2 separate regions of the Mus musculus genome follow, and region 2 is linked to region 1. The links are chromatin contacts, called in public HiChIP or PLAC-seq maps. All regions are on one chromosome and are shown on one strand. Each heading gives the region's core, a stretch centred on a gene start, on an enhancer-like site or on the middle of the called end of the contact. The rest is flanking DNA. Distances are from core to core; before and after follow the strand shown. Region 1 overlaps Rad51b (RAD51 paralog B). Region 2 overlaps Rad51b (RAD51 paralog B).

The links. HiChIP or PLAC-seq counts read pairs in DNA pulled down with a chosen protein or histone mark.
Region 2: a contact with region 1 is called in an H3K27ac HiChIP or PLAC-seq map of the NIH/3T3 cell line, with 4 times the contacts expected there. The contact joins two enhancer-like sites. A contact is called at or near these places in 2 of 15 datasets of contacts at CTCF or cohesin (the NIH/3T3 cell line and pro-B cells), 11 of 484 Hi-C or Micro-C datasets (the C2C12 cell line, the C3H10T1/2 cell line, the HL-1 cell line and 7 more) and 4 of 115 datasets of contacts at active chromatin or transcription factors (the NIH/3T3 cell line, astrocytes, fibro-adipogenic progenitors and 1 more).

The regions. Positions count from the first base shown.
Region 1 is chr12:79,348,796-79,356,047 of GRCm38.p6, reverse strand. All of the region lies in intron 7 of Rad51b (RAD51 paralog B), which reads right to left. Among named protein-coding and RNA genes, the nearest start is that of Rad51b, 55 kb to the right of the region's middle. Within about 2 kb of position 3,282, at least 100 of the 459 cell types and tissues checked have an H3K27ac peak or open chromatin away from gene starts, as enhancers often do. A contact at or near this core is called in the C2C12 cell line, the HL-1 cell line, the NIH/3T3 cell line and 3 more, where this site is marked.
Region 2 is chr12:79,484,407-79,491,658 of GRCm38.p6, reverse strand. All of the region lies in intron 7 of Rad51b (RAD51 paralog B), which reads right to left. Among named protein-coding and RNA genes, the nearest start is that of Rad51b, 190 kb to the right of the region's middle. Within about 2 kb of position 2,613, at least 102 of the 459 cell types and tissues checked have an H3K27ac peak or open chromatin away from gene starts, as enhancers often do. A contact at or near this core is called in the C2C12 cell line, the HL-1 cell line, the NIH/3T3 cell line and 3 more, where this site is marked.

The DNA of each region.
Region 1 (7,252 bases), core at 2,033-4,532:
CAGCTCCCAGATGAGCAGTTCACCCAATCACTCAAACCTCCTCGGACTCTGCTGGGTCCCAAACTACAACACAACTGTGACCCTTCCTCTCCAATTATTCATTTCTTTAAAGTTGTATGAGAGACCACTATTAAACACACTTGAAAATTCTGTATGAATTATAACCAGTAGGTCCAATTACTTTATTAGATTTTTCTTCTCTTTAATACATTGAAAGAAGGGAAAAGCAAACAGCCCTTATATAGAAAGTAAAGATCCAAACAGCTTTCCACCCAAATGATGGACAACACATTGCCCTCTTTCATTCAAGGGCCAGTCCATTTGAAGCTTTACTCTGCCTTCCCAGCTTGCATCTGCATTACAGAATTCATGCAGATACTAAAGGAAACCAGGCTGAGGGACAAAGAAGCAACCCTATCCACTGTCCGTATGCAATCTCACTCAGAGCAGCAACATTCTATACGCTCTTCTCACCTGCCCTATTCTAGCAGACCCCTACCCAAAACCTGGCACTGGAGCAACCACATCACATTTACCCTGTTTTAAATGACAACCTCCTGTGTGAGATCATAAAAAGGATAAAGTCAGCAGACACGACGGACACCACCATCACCTCCATCGCCCTCAACCCTCACACACAGCCTGAGATGGTCTCGGGGTCACTGTAGTTCTGGATGCATGAACTGAGGGAGGAGCAGAAGATCAATGAGAGACCCTAAAAAGTCTCATAAGGTGCAGTGGATTAGCAGGCAGGGCAGCCGTGAGCAGAACTCAGTTTGCCTATCTTGCCCCATACAAAATCAAGTCAAAACACTCCCCTTAAAGAACCAAATTTGCCAAAGACGTTTAGACTTCATGTCTAGCAGCACACGGACTGCATGGGAGGGTGTCGGGTAATTTATAGTCCACCAATCTACTCAGGCCACCAGTGAACCACACAGCTGAAAAAGTTCACCACGTCCAAAGTCAAACTCTGCGGGGATCAGAAGGGTACTCCTGAGGGGCTGCACTCGGACCTCATTATAACTCCGTGTTATTTTAATACTATTCCTTGGATTTTGCCCCACACACAATTCCCAAGTCACAGAAAGACCATGAACAGTGTCCAGATGTATAAAATGCAAAAATACTTTCCTCCTACATGTGGACTCCAAGATAAACACCACAAGAAGCACGTGTGACTCAACTTGGAGCTCGTTCCAAATTAAATACTGCATCATGTGCACAGTGTATGGCTTAAAAAACAAAACCCCACGAATATCCTCCACGGTTCACAAGCCAGGCTTGGGCAAGCACATGACCACACTGGAAGATGGAAACATGAATTGGAGAGCCGGGGTAAAGGGTGAGAACAGCCTCAGTCGGGACCTTTCCCAGAAAACTGTTGCTATTTTCAGGGAACATTGGTATAACATGGGACACAGATGAAAGGGGAAATCATAGTTTTCTGTTTGGTTGGGGGTTTATCCCACATACACACACTGATGACCCTGAATTCTAAAACGGCAAAGAGTTTAAAAGCCCTAAGTAAGCAAGCACAAACATCATTAAATACAGATATGCATGCACTGACTGAGGTAATGAATACTTAAATGTCGGGGGCCAGACCAGCTAGAACGCTTTTGACCTGGACAATGGGTCTGAGTGGAGTAATGGAAACCTGGGGCAGACACGGGACACAGACCGTGGGAAAGGTCTCTACCTCACTGGTGTTGTGTTTCCCAGATGACAACTCTCTCTTTCTTAATCTATCTCTTTCCACTCCTCACACTTACGGTTTTATTAACATGTTTCCTTCATTTGACTGTAACTTGGCTTCAAGAAAGTTACAGTAAAAAAGTGAATGGCTGAATAAAGTGGGAATGTAAGAGATGATAGTTTGGCTAAGCCAGCATCTCCAGTGCTTTCTCCTGCAACTTAACATAAGCAAAAGTTCTAAAACGATTCAAGTTGGAATATATTTAACCAGCAAAACACCATGACTTTAAAAAATAAAAATAAAACATTTGATAAATGCAAAAGAATACACACACACACACACACACACACACACACACACTGTGTAGGTTACAAGGCATGGCTATGAAATGCGTGCCTATGAACCTGCCAACTACTCTTTTAATTAGCACTTTTTCTGTCTAGAAAGCTATTAATGTAACTCAGTGGCATGCCAGGACCCTAGAGATAATTCCCAGCAATAAGAAAGGAAGATGGGGGGTGGGTGGAATATCTCTAATCTGATAATTTGCTGTGGACTAAAATTTTACATCTCTCCCAAAATTCTCTGTTGAAACCCTAATCTACAGAGTGATGGTATCTGTCTATGAAGCTTTGACAGTGCCTGGCTAGATTAGGTCTTGAAGGTGTAAATAACCATGCTGGAGACAGACACACCAAAGCACAATCACCAAGAAGTGACCTTCACCAAGCAAACAACACTGTCAGACGCTGGTCTCACACATTCAGTGACTAGAACATGCTGACGTGAATGTTGCTGCTTTCTACACAGCTGCTGCACTCCAGTAGCCCCAGAAGACGAGACACAACGGGGGCAGTAGAAGCCATCTTCCCACCAGGCAGCTGCCCGGTTGTCATCAGTATTCTGAATTTATGCCTTTTTATTAAAAAATTTCACTTTTGCCATTTAAAAAAATTTTTTGGTTTTATCCACAGCTACTGAGATTTCTTTTAAGGAATTTAGTATTCCTCTTATATTGTCAGTCTTGTGTCTGATAAGGGATTTTACACGGCATCTGTACTACAGACACACAACTATTTTACCATTTCTAAAGCTTATTTCCCAGGGCAATGTGACCCGTATCACATGCAGGGTACAGACATGTACCTAAAATAGGCTTGCTGTCGTTTCTCCCATGCTCCCTGTTGTCTCTGCTTCACACTGGAAAGAGGATTCTAAAAGAGAAAGCCTTCACTTCAACATGGGTTTTAAGTAATTGCCTCTGTTGTCTCAGCAAGTCTAAGTCCCTAAAGACAAGGAACATGGCTGACTTGCTCTCAGCTCACAGCAACCGGCTGAGTATTAAGTCAATGATTCTCAGCTAATCTCTCAATTTACAGCCCAACGCCCCAGATGCTTCACAGTTAGAGCTGATCAACAGCAAATACAGATCCTTTGATCACTGCTTTTCTTATCTAAGACACCTCTTCCTATCCCCAAGCCGTGTTTACAAATTATCTCCCTAGCCTGCAATCAATACAATAGCCTTCTCACCACCTCATAACACTAGATAAAATGCAGACAATTTCCTTAGTCACACACAGCTGACCTTTAGTCTGGACAAGCAAGTGCAGTTTAACAGGGTCTGAGCTATTTATTCTTAACCACAAGTGCCAACAGGACATAACAGCCAAAAAAAAAAAAAAACCAGAGGGGGGAGGGGTTCTGAAGACCAGCATCATCTACACAGCAGACTATACATAAACTGGTAAACTGGAAGAGACAGTCCTATGACTTGGCAGCCAAGAGTTCCACTATCATCTTAGCATCTTTACATTCTGTACTGAACAGTCTCCTGGGGGCTGTGTTCTAAAGGAAGCCTACACCCTCAATTATGTCAGCCTTATGCAACACTCAGTTACAAATTTCTCAAAGGAGCAAAAATGTCAGTTAGTGCCATTTCGAACTCTAAATAAGATTGCAGGAACCCCCTCCCAAAAAATCATTAGCATAAGCCTTCTCTGACTCATGCCTTCACTGCTCAAAGCACATGACTAAGATAACTAGAGGGCAATCTAAGATATCTTCCTGGGTGTGGACAGGCGTCAAAGAGAAAGTGCCAGAAGAGTTTAAGCAGGTCACAAGACTCCAATCAAAGGGATATCTGTCTGTCTTCCTCTTTTTCCCTCCCTTCCTCCATCCCTCTCTTATCTTATTTGATTTTGAGACAGGCTCTTGTTATATACCCCGGGCCTGTCTTATATCCACAATCCTCCTGCCTCAGCCCCAGGAGCTGCTGAGATGTTTTCCACCACCAGCTGAAGGATTGAAAATATGTATTTTAAAGAACTGCAGCACACAGATGGCTAGTACCTTTTCCTGTAACACAACTGAAAAGCCAGAGTCACAAGTCCACACTGACCATGCTGCTGGGCTAGCTGACGGGAAGCTCTTGAGGAAAAAGAACAACTTCTTCAACGGTCTGTTAACATTCAACTGCTAAGGAGAAAGAGAGAGAGAGAGAGAGAGAGAGAGAGAGAGAGAGCGCACTCGTTGTGCCTCTAACTAGCCCACCATGTTCAATCTTTATTTACCTCGATCAACATTAAACACATCCTGATTGCCAGTGTTTGAACATCAGGCTAAAGGTGTGGCAAGGGGACTAAGAACAGCAGCCTGACATACTACAAGAGAATAGCCAATGGGTGGGCACGCCACCATCTCTGTGTGCAGTTCCACACGCATCACAGCAATCCAGCTCTCAATGAAGAAACATCTCCGCTCACACCACGCCAGAGACACACTCCACTTTTTCCCACCTATCCCAGCCTGTTAAAATATGAACCTAAATGACAGTCCTGATACTCATCTGCTCCTATAGGAAAGGAACAGCAGCAGCAGCTATGATCCTCAACTCCTGTAAGGGAGTCTCTGAGGTTGACGCAACAGTGGTTCCTGCTAGAACCACTTTGTCCTTCTGAATGGTTTCACTTCTTAGCAACATTTCTAACAGTATCTCTTGCCTGTGCCACAAAAGGAGAAAACAGCCATTCTTTTTGTTTGTTTGTTTGTTTGTTTGCTTGCTTGCTTGCTTGCTTGTTTCAAGACAGGGTTTCTCTGTGTAGCCCAGGCTGTCCTGGAACTCACTCTGTAGACCACGCTGGCCTCGAACTCAGAAATCCACCTGCCTCTGCCTCCCAAGTGCTGGGATTAAAGGCGTGCACCATTACCGCCCGGCCAGCCATTCTTTTCTAACTGCCCCAATCCCTAGCATTCAGGATAATGGTGCTATGTGCTAGAGGTTACTAAGTTTCACTTAGTAGTTTCTGTTCATGTAGGCTCCTTATAATTGTGTTACATCCCAAACTCAGTAGAGACGACTGTTATCCTGTCTCTAACAACCTACTAATACAAGGTCAATCATTATATTTCTAATGCACCTTGTGTCAGCAAACAGGTTCTGTGAGGGTGTGTGAGATAGGGGGGCAATGGGGGGCCTATAATCAAATTACATTGTAAATGTATGAAATACTCAAAAGAAAAAATTTTTAAAACAAAGTAGTTCTAGTGAGATGGCTCAACAGGTAAAGGGGCTTGCTACTGAGATTGGTGATCTGAGTTCAGTCCCACCTACCCATATTAGAGGGAGACAATCCACTACAAAAAGTGGTCCTTTGACCTCCACTGTGCACAATGTCATGTGTAGGTACATGCACACATGTGCATGCTCACACACAGACAAACACGCATGCACACATTCAAAATGAATAAATGTAAAAATACTCTGTCAAAAGCAGAAAGATGGGAAAGATGATTATTTCATAAGAGGCTTGTATCTAATTTATAATGTGTTCTTAATAATGTAGACAACCAACTATAAATAAACAAAAATTTAAACATATTCTCAAAAATAAAAGATATACAAATGGCCAGTGAGCACATAAAATGACTGCCAATGTAAACAGAGCAGGCACTAGGAAATGCAAATAAAAACTACAATGAGATGACTACCTCATACCCACTAATAAGTTATGGTGGTAATCTTTTAGGCAACAGTAAGTGCTAATGAAGATGTGCAGAGATGAGACACTGCTTTAGTATTGGCAGGATTGCAATGGTTAAAGCCACTTTGGAAGATGACTTCACACATCCTCAAATGTTGAATACAGAAATTCTACTCCTGGATAGATAATCAAGAGAAATAAAAGCATGTCTGTGTGCAAAAGCTTGAACATGGATGTATATAATACCCCAAAAACAAATGTCAATCAATTGGTGAGTAGAGAAATAACATGAAGTCTGTTCGTACAACGGCATATCATTTTGTAATAAAAAAATGATCAGCCAGGCATGGTGGCGCATGCCTTTAATCCCAGCACTTGGGAGGCAAAGGCAGGCAGATTTATGAGTTCGAGGCCAGCCTGGTCTACAAAGTGAGTTCCAGGACAGCCAGGGCTATACAGAGAAACCCTGTTTCAAAAAAACAAAACAAAACAAAACAAAAAAAGATCAAGTACTGAGAGCATGCTACTACATAGACAAATTTTAAATTAACATTATGTTTAATGAAAGAAATCAATCACAGAAGACATGTTGTCTGGTTCCATTTTTGTGAATTTTCCAGAACAGGCAAATCTATAGAGACATAACTTGTTTGCAAAGGCTGTGGGGAGGTAAAAATGGAGACTTACCTGCTGTTGGGGCCTGGGCTGCTTTGGGCAGTAAGGAAAATTTGGCTTAGGGAGTAGTGACACCCGCACCATCTGTGACTATCCTTCACAATGCGATGACACACTCTGGTGAGGTGACTTCACATGCCATGTGAAGAATATCCCAATAAACTATGTTAGGGGCCGAGAGCTTAGTATTTGCTAAGCATGATTTCAATCCCCATCACGGCACCAACTGTGCATGGTGGTGCAGAACTGCGATCCCAGGCCTTGGGAAGGAAAGGCAGGAGAATCAACACTGCCTGGGTGGGATGTAAGAGAAACAAACAGACAAACAAAACAACAACAAAAAAAATCTCTACCTACTTTTAAACTTTCTGTTCTTTAAAGATTCCAAAGATTCTTTAAAGATTCCATTTTTGTTCTTTGGAAAATAGTATGCATTTAAGGGTCTGAAATGGTGTTTATTTCCTAATTTATATTTTTGAATATAATAACCCTGGCACTCAATGAATGCGTGTTTTGGGGGTTGTGGTTTGGTTCATTTTTGCTTTGCTTCGGTTCAGAAGGTGCCTCTCTTCCTGGTCTCTCCTTTGGCCTTTCTGAAAGGCCCAACCTGGCCTTGCACTTCTGGCAGCCTTCTTGCCTGAGGTGAGGACGAGGATGAACAAACCCTGATTCACACACACTCATCTCTGGTGTAGATGAGTTCAGCCACGGCAAAATGACTCTGTCATCTTTGCTTCTCGACTTGGTCTTGACTGAATCCATGGCCTGTCTTGTCAGTGTCACCAGCCCCCATTATTTCAGAAACAGACACCACCACCTAGACTACGTATGCGTGATGAAGCAACAGAACCCATATTAAAATGAAAACGAAATGTATTTACAGGATGGGCACCGA
Region 2 (7,252 bases), core at 1,364-3,863, 140 kb before region 1:
TCATATTCAAGCAGTTCCAGCTGTTTGAAGCTGAAAATTCATTGGACCCCACCAACCCTTCCCAAACAGTAAAACCAACTTCTACTCTGAAGAAATTCTATAGGTTTTTCTAATTGTTCATAGATACATTTTATTCAGTAGATACTTATTGATCACCTCTCATACTCTCTAGGCGCTATGGTGGGAACTTGGGCATTAGGTGTGATGCCAAGACACAGGCTGCTTACATTTCTTAGGTGGAAAATGGTAGAACAGGCCACTTGACAGGCAGTTCTATCACTAGATATAATGGGAATTCAAAAAAAAAGTTTAATTGAATCAACTTTTAACCTTCTACAAGAAATGACAGACTACCAAATTTGGGTTTTAAAGTAAAAGGAAACAAACATAACTTTCCTGCCATGAAAGATAAATGTAATGAAGTGGAATACACTGGCATTCACAGCTCTCCAGAGATGTACATGGATATGTTACTATAAGATGCAATAGTTTCCTCAAACTGTTTTGCAGTACAGTTAACTGTGGAAAATGGGCTTTTGCCTTTCCAAATCCATATATACGCAAGATGAATAAAGTCCAGCATTCATCCAATAGAAACGTAATTCTGTGTGCCAGCACCACGCCTGGCCCTGGGAAACACAGGTGGAGAAGCATGGCTCTGTCCCCATGGAATTCAGAGTGTAATAGAAGAGACAGCTACATAAATGAATCATTCCACAGTATGTGGATGGCAATTGCTTTTAAGATCATATAATCGCAGCACTGAGGAGGCAATAGGCAGAGGGGAACCCAGGTAGGGTGGGCATGGGGTAGTACAACAGTTGGGATGTATAGCTGGGGCGGAGGGGGGGGCATGAGCCTAACAAAAGCCCTTCTCTAATTTCAAAAGTGAACGAGAAAGAGATGAAAGAACTGGAGTTCAAGGTCGACTGGGCTATGATATTACCACGCTCAGGAAAGGTCAATGTGTTTTGGGAAAGGCAAGCAGAGGATGACTACTCTTCTTATTAACAAGGGCACTGAGGAAGGCTTCATAAAAGAGGTGGGAGTTGAGGTGGCTCATCGGTTCATACTCTGGAAGGTTCTATTTACACAGCAGACATAAATTATTTCAGCTCTAAAGAGGTGATTTTAAACTGTCCTTAAATCACTTTAAAGTCTTCGCAGAGAAACTGCAATAAGCAAATATATTTTCTGTAGAAAGAACCCACCCAAACACCTTGACATTTTCATTCCACATACTTCACACATGGTATCTCTTATGTCTGGGAAAGTAGACTAGGAAATGGTTCAAATACCCAAGGGCCTCTAAGCATATATGCTGGAAAGTATACCTAATTTCCAAAAAAAAGGGTCGAATTGCAGAGTACGCCTTGATTGGAAAACAAGCTGCTCGCTTCTGGGGATGGAGCAGATGCTGGAGGTGAGGCATCCATCCAGGGAGTTCAGAGCACCTCCGCTGTCACAAGAGTCACTGCACAGCCTCTTCTTCAGCTCAGCAATCGAGACTGATGGAGGTGTCGCAACATAAAACCCTTCTCATTTGCCTAGAACTCTTCTGACTGCGACTCACAATAAAGCCTGTGATGATGTAGGCGGACAGAACACAGATTAGTCCATAAGGATAGCAAGACATTTGCAATTATCCAGAGTTCCCCTCCCCCCGCCACACAAAAGAGCAAAGTGATTACCCAGAAAAAGACAATAAATGACAACAACAACAAAAAAAGGCAGTAAATGCATTAGGAATTAAGGCTGGATAGAGCTTGATAGACAAGGAAAGGACTAAGGATGAATATGAATATTTATAGTCTAATGAACATATTTTTGTTGTTACTATAGGGAACAACAACATTAGCATAAAGAAACTACATGACTACAAAACACAGGTGTATATAATGCAGCCACCATTTATTCATAATTATTATGTCAAAGTCAGAAAATCCCTGGGAAAACATCTGAATTATTATGAGTTATTATGCTGCTGTGACTCCATTGTTAGTTTACAACTACTTTGAAAACTCTATTTTCATTTGCCCTCATGAGACCCCTGGGGCCTACTATATTTCTTACACCTTTTAAATGACTCTGAGAACGGGCTTCTTTAGAAGTAGAAGGATTCACTGTCCTTTTGCTTTGCCTTGCTGAGACAAGGCTTGGTTATGTTATCATGAACTCCTAGGCCCTCCTGCCTCAGCCATCTCAGCCTTAGGACCAAAGGCATAAGCCACCACGCATGTCTAGAAATGGAGTCCTAAGAACAACCTACCACTGAATTTCATGGCAGAATACATGATGTTTAATGTTAATTTACTTGTCACACAAAAAGGAATTTGCCTTCAAAAATCACATCCCTTAAATACACCTAGAAATTGGGCAATACCCCTTTCAGGAATATCTAGTCTACTTGGAAACCCGAAAGAGCTGAAGTTAAACTGCACAGATTATTCCTAAAAGCCCGGATATGAACATGTTAACCAAGCACTCCGCCTCTGCTCAGCTTGCCAACACGGTAACTTTACTCATGAAGCCCGGTTCCAAGAGCTATCAGATTCCATTCACATTATACAGGCCACTGTGAATCACACTGCCAGCTACTTAGAAACAACGGCCTGTGCTTTTTCCATTGCATCTGGTCTTCCAGCTCTCATGGAAACAAGTGCTGCCACGGCCCCTTGATGAGCCAGCAGAGCCCAGTCATCTGGCAGCAGCGACTGGCCTCTGGCATCTAAGAACACCAACCAGAGAAAATGAGGGGATTAAAAAGGAGAAGTAACAGAAGACAATCAATTTCTCACTCCCTGACGGCCTGCGATTCCAAGGGCCTGATGTAGAACTGACTTTGTTCTGAATGCTATGTACATGAATGAACAACACAGGCCTAGATTTAGACCGTTTTTCTCGTGTGCCTGGGATGAGGTTCAGCGATGTTCCCGCTGGCCCGAGTGCTTCTCAAAGCACACGATTCATTGATGTAATACGCTAAGGAGGATGCATTTCTCATCCCAATATGACATTGTGTGGGAAAATTTAGCTTTGTCACCTGTTTTCCATGAGAGCTTGAGAAAGTTGCATAATCTCTTTCAACTGTACATCCATCTCATCTTTGAAATGAGAATAAGACAACCTGACTTTCCCCTTTAGTATTACAGAATTTCAAGGGCTATTCATCATTAAAAAAGAACATCAGCAAGAACAAAAAAGAAAAGAGAAAAGAAAAAGAAAAAAAAACTTGCAAACTCAGTGTACACCAAGAAGCTAGTCTACTCTTCCAACTTAGGAAAAATAACCTCTATGGCCTCAGAGAACAAAGCCGTCAGCATCTAAGTGCGAAACTGTCTTGTACACAGAGGCCTTCGTGTCTCATTAGAAATCAGAAGGTACCGCATCGCAGCAATCTGCTGTTGAAAAAAAGGGGGTTCCTAACACTCGTGCTCTGCCGTCAGGAATGCAGAGGCTTGACTTACTGTGATGACCCTGTTTCCTCAGTTGCCTCACGGAGCATCGGGAAGAACGGGAAAAACAAGGCTGAACCTACATCAGGCAGGATTTCTGGCTCCATTGAGACATTTCCAAAATGAAGGCACCACTTTTCATGTATACTTATTATAAGATGCACTTCCACTAAAAATTACACTTCTTCTAAATTGAGAAAAGGACTTCCACCTTTCAAACGTCTACTTGTGCCAGATAATATAACTATCATGGTACAGGTCCCCAGCCCACGGCCTACTAATCATGGAACCCAGGGAGTTAATGCATTGTTATGAGATACTCAGAACCTGCAGGAACACTGAGTCAGATCACAACAGGGCCAGCAGAGCTGGCTGTCCAAGAAGTGTAAATGAAACCCCACGCTGTTTCATGTGCGTAAAGGTCTTTTCAGTAAAACCTTTCAAATGCCACCAGGAGTTGATTATAATCCCACTTTTCAAAAGGTTAAATTGCTTACACGGATGTGGTTAATTTTCTTTTAGGGGAACAGGCAGTGTCTGGACATGCGATAAACTATGAGGAGACTGGCAGTGCAGAGGAGCCTCTGTTGTCATGTGTTTCCAGATATCATTTCTCAATGCTGGAATAATCTTTTAAGAAACAGAAGCGATCTATTTAAAAAAAAAAAAGTGCAACTTAGGCTGGCATGTTGGTGTTTTGCTTTTGGTGTGCTTTATTTACAAGGCACCTTGGATTTTGTTTCATTACTAATGTAAAAAGCCTATGTTCTTTTAATAAAATTTTCTGCACTATTCTATGATACAGACCAATTTATTTGGTCAATCCCATGTTGATGGTCTCCGCCCCTCCCCCAGTTCCTCTGCTATCCTACGAAATGGTATAATACTTATACTAATACCAGGAATATTATTTAAATGAGAGTAAAATGGAAAAAAAAACTCCTTAAGGTAGATTATTTAGTGAAAGGATACATACTTTTAAAGTTAATAAAATGTCCACAAAATATAAAACAATTTAGCATTCTATCAATAGTGTGGTACTAAACTTAAGCCAACTCAGACCTGAACAAAATTTAAGGATCTTCAATAATGTAATCAATGAATATTTATTTATTATCAAATGATATTTGAATTTTTAGCTCTATGAAAGAAGGTAGCATGTTTTTCAAAAGTTTAAAATACATTTGTTTTTATTTTTCTGTGATTTATCTCTAGTTTTTAACCAAGTTTTGGTCTAAGTTTGGTCATCATTTTTTTGCTTATTTGGAGATGTTCTTTATGCACTAGAAAAAGAAGTCCATGGTCTGTGATATTTTTTCCAGATTTTCATTTGCCATTTGACTCAGCTTATAATGGATTTTCTAGCTATACATTAATCTCCTTAAGCATTTGATTATATTGCATTTTATGGTGTGTAAGTTTTATATGTTGAAAAGCCTTTCTCACACAGAGATTTATTTTAAATGGTCTGACTCTCCCCCCCTAAAATACCTGATTATATTTTCTACAATTAAATAATTATTGCACTTTGCTATTTGAGGATAAGGCTCTCTGTCAGCATCCTACGTGAAAGACAGCACAATAGTGATTAACAGCAGGCTCCAGAACGAACGTGTTCTACACATAAAATGTGTGGTCTTTCTGAAGGTAATATTGCTGCAGTGAAGCAGAAACATTGAGTTTCTGGAGGTTCAGAGGAATTAGAGCCCATGTAGTACTTAGAAAAGTACTGAAAATATAACAAGCACTCAGTAAAACCCATGCTATTATTCATGAATTTAGGGGGAAGAGGTCAGAAAGAGCTCATGTAGCTGACTATTGGCCTTGAACTTATGTAGTAAGGATGACCTAGAACTGCTGAGTCTCCTTCCTCTGTCATCTAGGTGCTGAGATTAGGGCATGGGCTATGATGCCTGGATAGTAATCAAGACTTATACGGAAGGCTGGGGAAGATGCTCTGAGAATAAAGCCCTCATCCAACAAGCATGAGGAGGAGAGTTTCAACCCCAGAACCTACATAACTGCTAGGCAGGGGCTGAGAGATGGTTCAGCAGTTAAGAGCTGTTGCTGCTCTTCCAGAGGATCCAACTTCAGTTCCCAGCACCCACAGCAGGTTCACAACTGCCTATAACTCCAGCTCCAGGTCTCCAAGGTCTTCTTCAGACATACAAAGGGACCTGCACATGTGCACATTCCAAAACACAGATACATAATTAAAATAAATCTTAAGCCAGGAAAGTTGGTGGCTGCTTTTAATCCCAGAATTCCTGAGGAGGGGGAATCCCTGGATCAAGCTAGGTAGCTACACTAGTTTGACTTAATAAGCACAGAGACTCTGCCTCAAAACAGTGGAGTAACCTGAAGCCAACTTTGGACCTCCACATATATGTGCCTACAACATACATGCACATCACACATATATGAGTTAGATGGAGGAGTTCATAAACTACTTCTTAATGGACTTTCCAGATGGCTCGCTGAGAAGGGGGCATGCAGCCAAGCTTGACGACCTAAATGGAATTCCAAGAAACTCTCATGGTAGAAGGAAACCGCAGATTATCCTCTGACCTTCACTCTCACATTAGGAACAGGGCCTCAGTACAAATGTAGAAGAATAACATAAATTCTTTAGAGTATATTAAAATGTATACGTATTCTTTACATATATTTTAAAATGAATAAATGTAAAAGAGTTAACACATTTCCTCTGGTTTTATAAATATTTGATGGGGGGGAGGGGGCTGGCAAGATGGCTCTGTGGGTAAGAGCACTGACTGCTCTTCAGAAGGTCTTGAGTTCAAATCCTAGCAACCACATGGTGACTCACAACCATCTGTAATGATATCTGACGCCCTCTTCTGATGCTTCTGAAGACAGTGACACTGTACTTACAATAAATAATCTTTGGACTGGAGCGGGGTTGACTGGAGTGAGCAGAGGTCCTAAATTCAATTCCCAACAACCACATGAAGGCTGACAACTATCTGAACAGTTACAGTGTACTCAAATACATAAAATAAATAAATAAACCTTTAAAAAATAAAAAATAAATACTTGAAGATTTAGCAAGTAGTAGAGCAACTCAGCTGTCATTATTGAGCTTCCCCTTAAGCTATGATTCTTATAAAGGGGACAACGAAAAAATACAGAGTTATCTCCTGTGTCTAAGGACTACTCTTTTAAATAATTAGATTTTTTTTTTATTTTATGTGCATTGGTGTTTTGCCTGCATGTATGTCTGTGTGAAGATGTCAGATCTTAAAGTTAAACTTCAGTTGCGAGTTGCTGTGTAGGTGCTAGGAATTGAACCCAGGAAGAACAGACCATACTCTAAACCACTGAGCCATCTTTCTAGACCCTCAAAGACTATTTATATATCCTTCCCCCAACCCTAACACTTGCTTTTTAAATGACCAGAAGAGAAAGAATATAATTTGAGCTGGGCGTGGTGGTGCACGCCTTTGATCCCAGTACTCGGGAGGCAGAGGCAGGCGATTTCTGAGTTCGAGGCCAGCCTGGTCTACAGAGTGAGTTCCAGGACAGCCAGGGCTACACAGAGAAACCCTGTCTCGAAAAACCAAAAAAAAAAAAAAAAAAGAGAGAGAGAATATAATATGAGAAGTTTGAGAGTAAGTCTCAGCTAGTTTTATCAGTTTATGAGGAGTGTTTAACTTAGAATACATGAATGGGAACATGCCCTCTGATTTCTGTGGGTAAAGTGCTCAGGTCGAAGACTCAGAGTCACCTCTTTTATATAAGGGATGCACACTATTTCTACACCATTTCTCTTTCTGAAT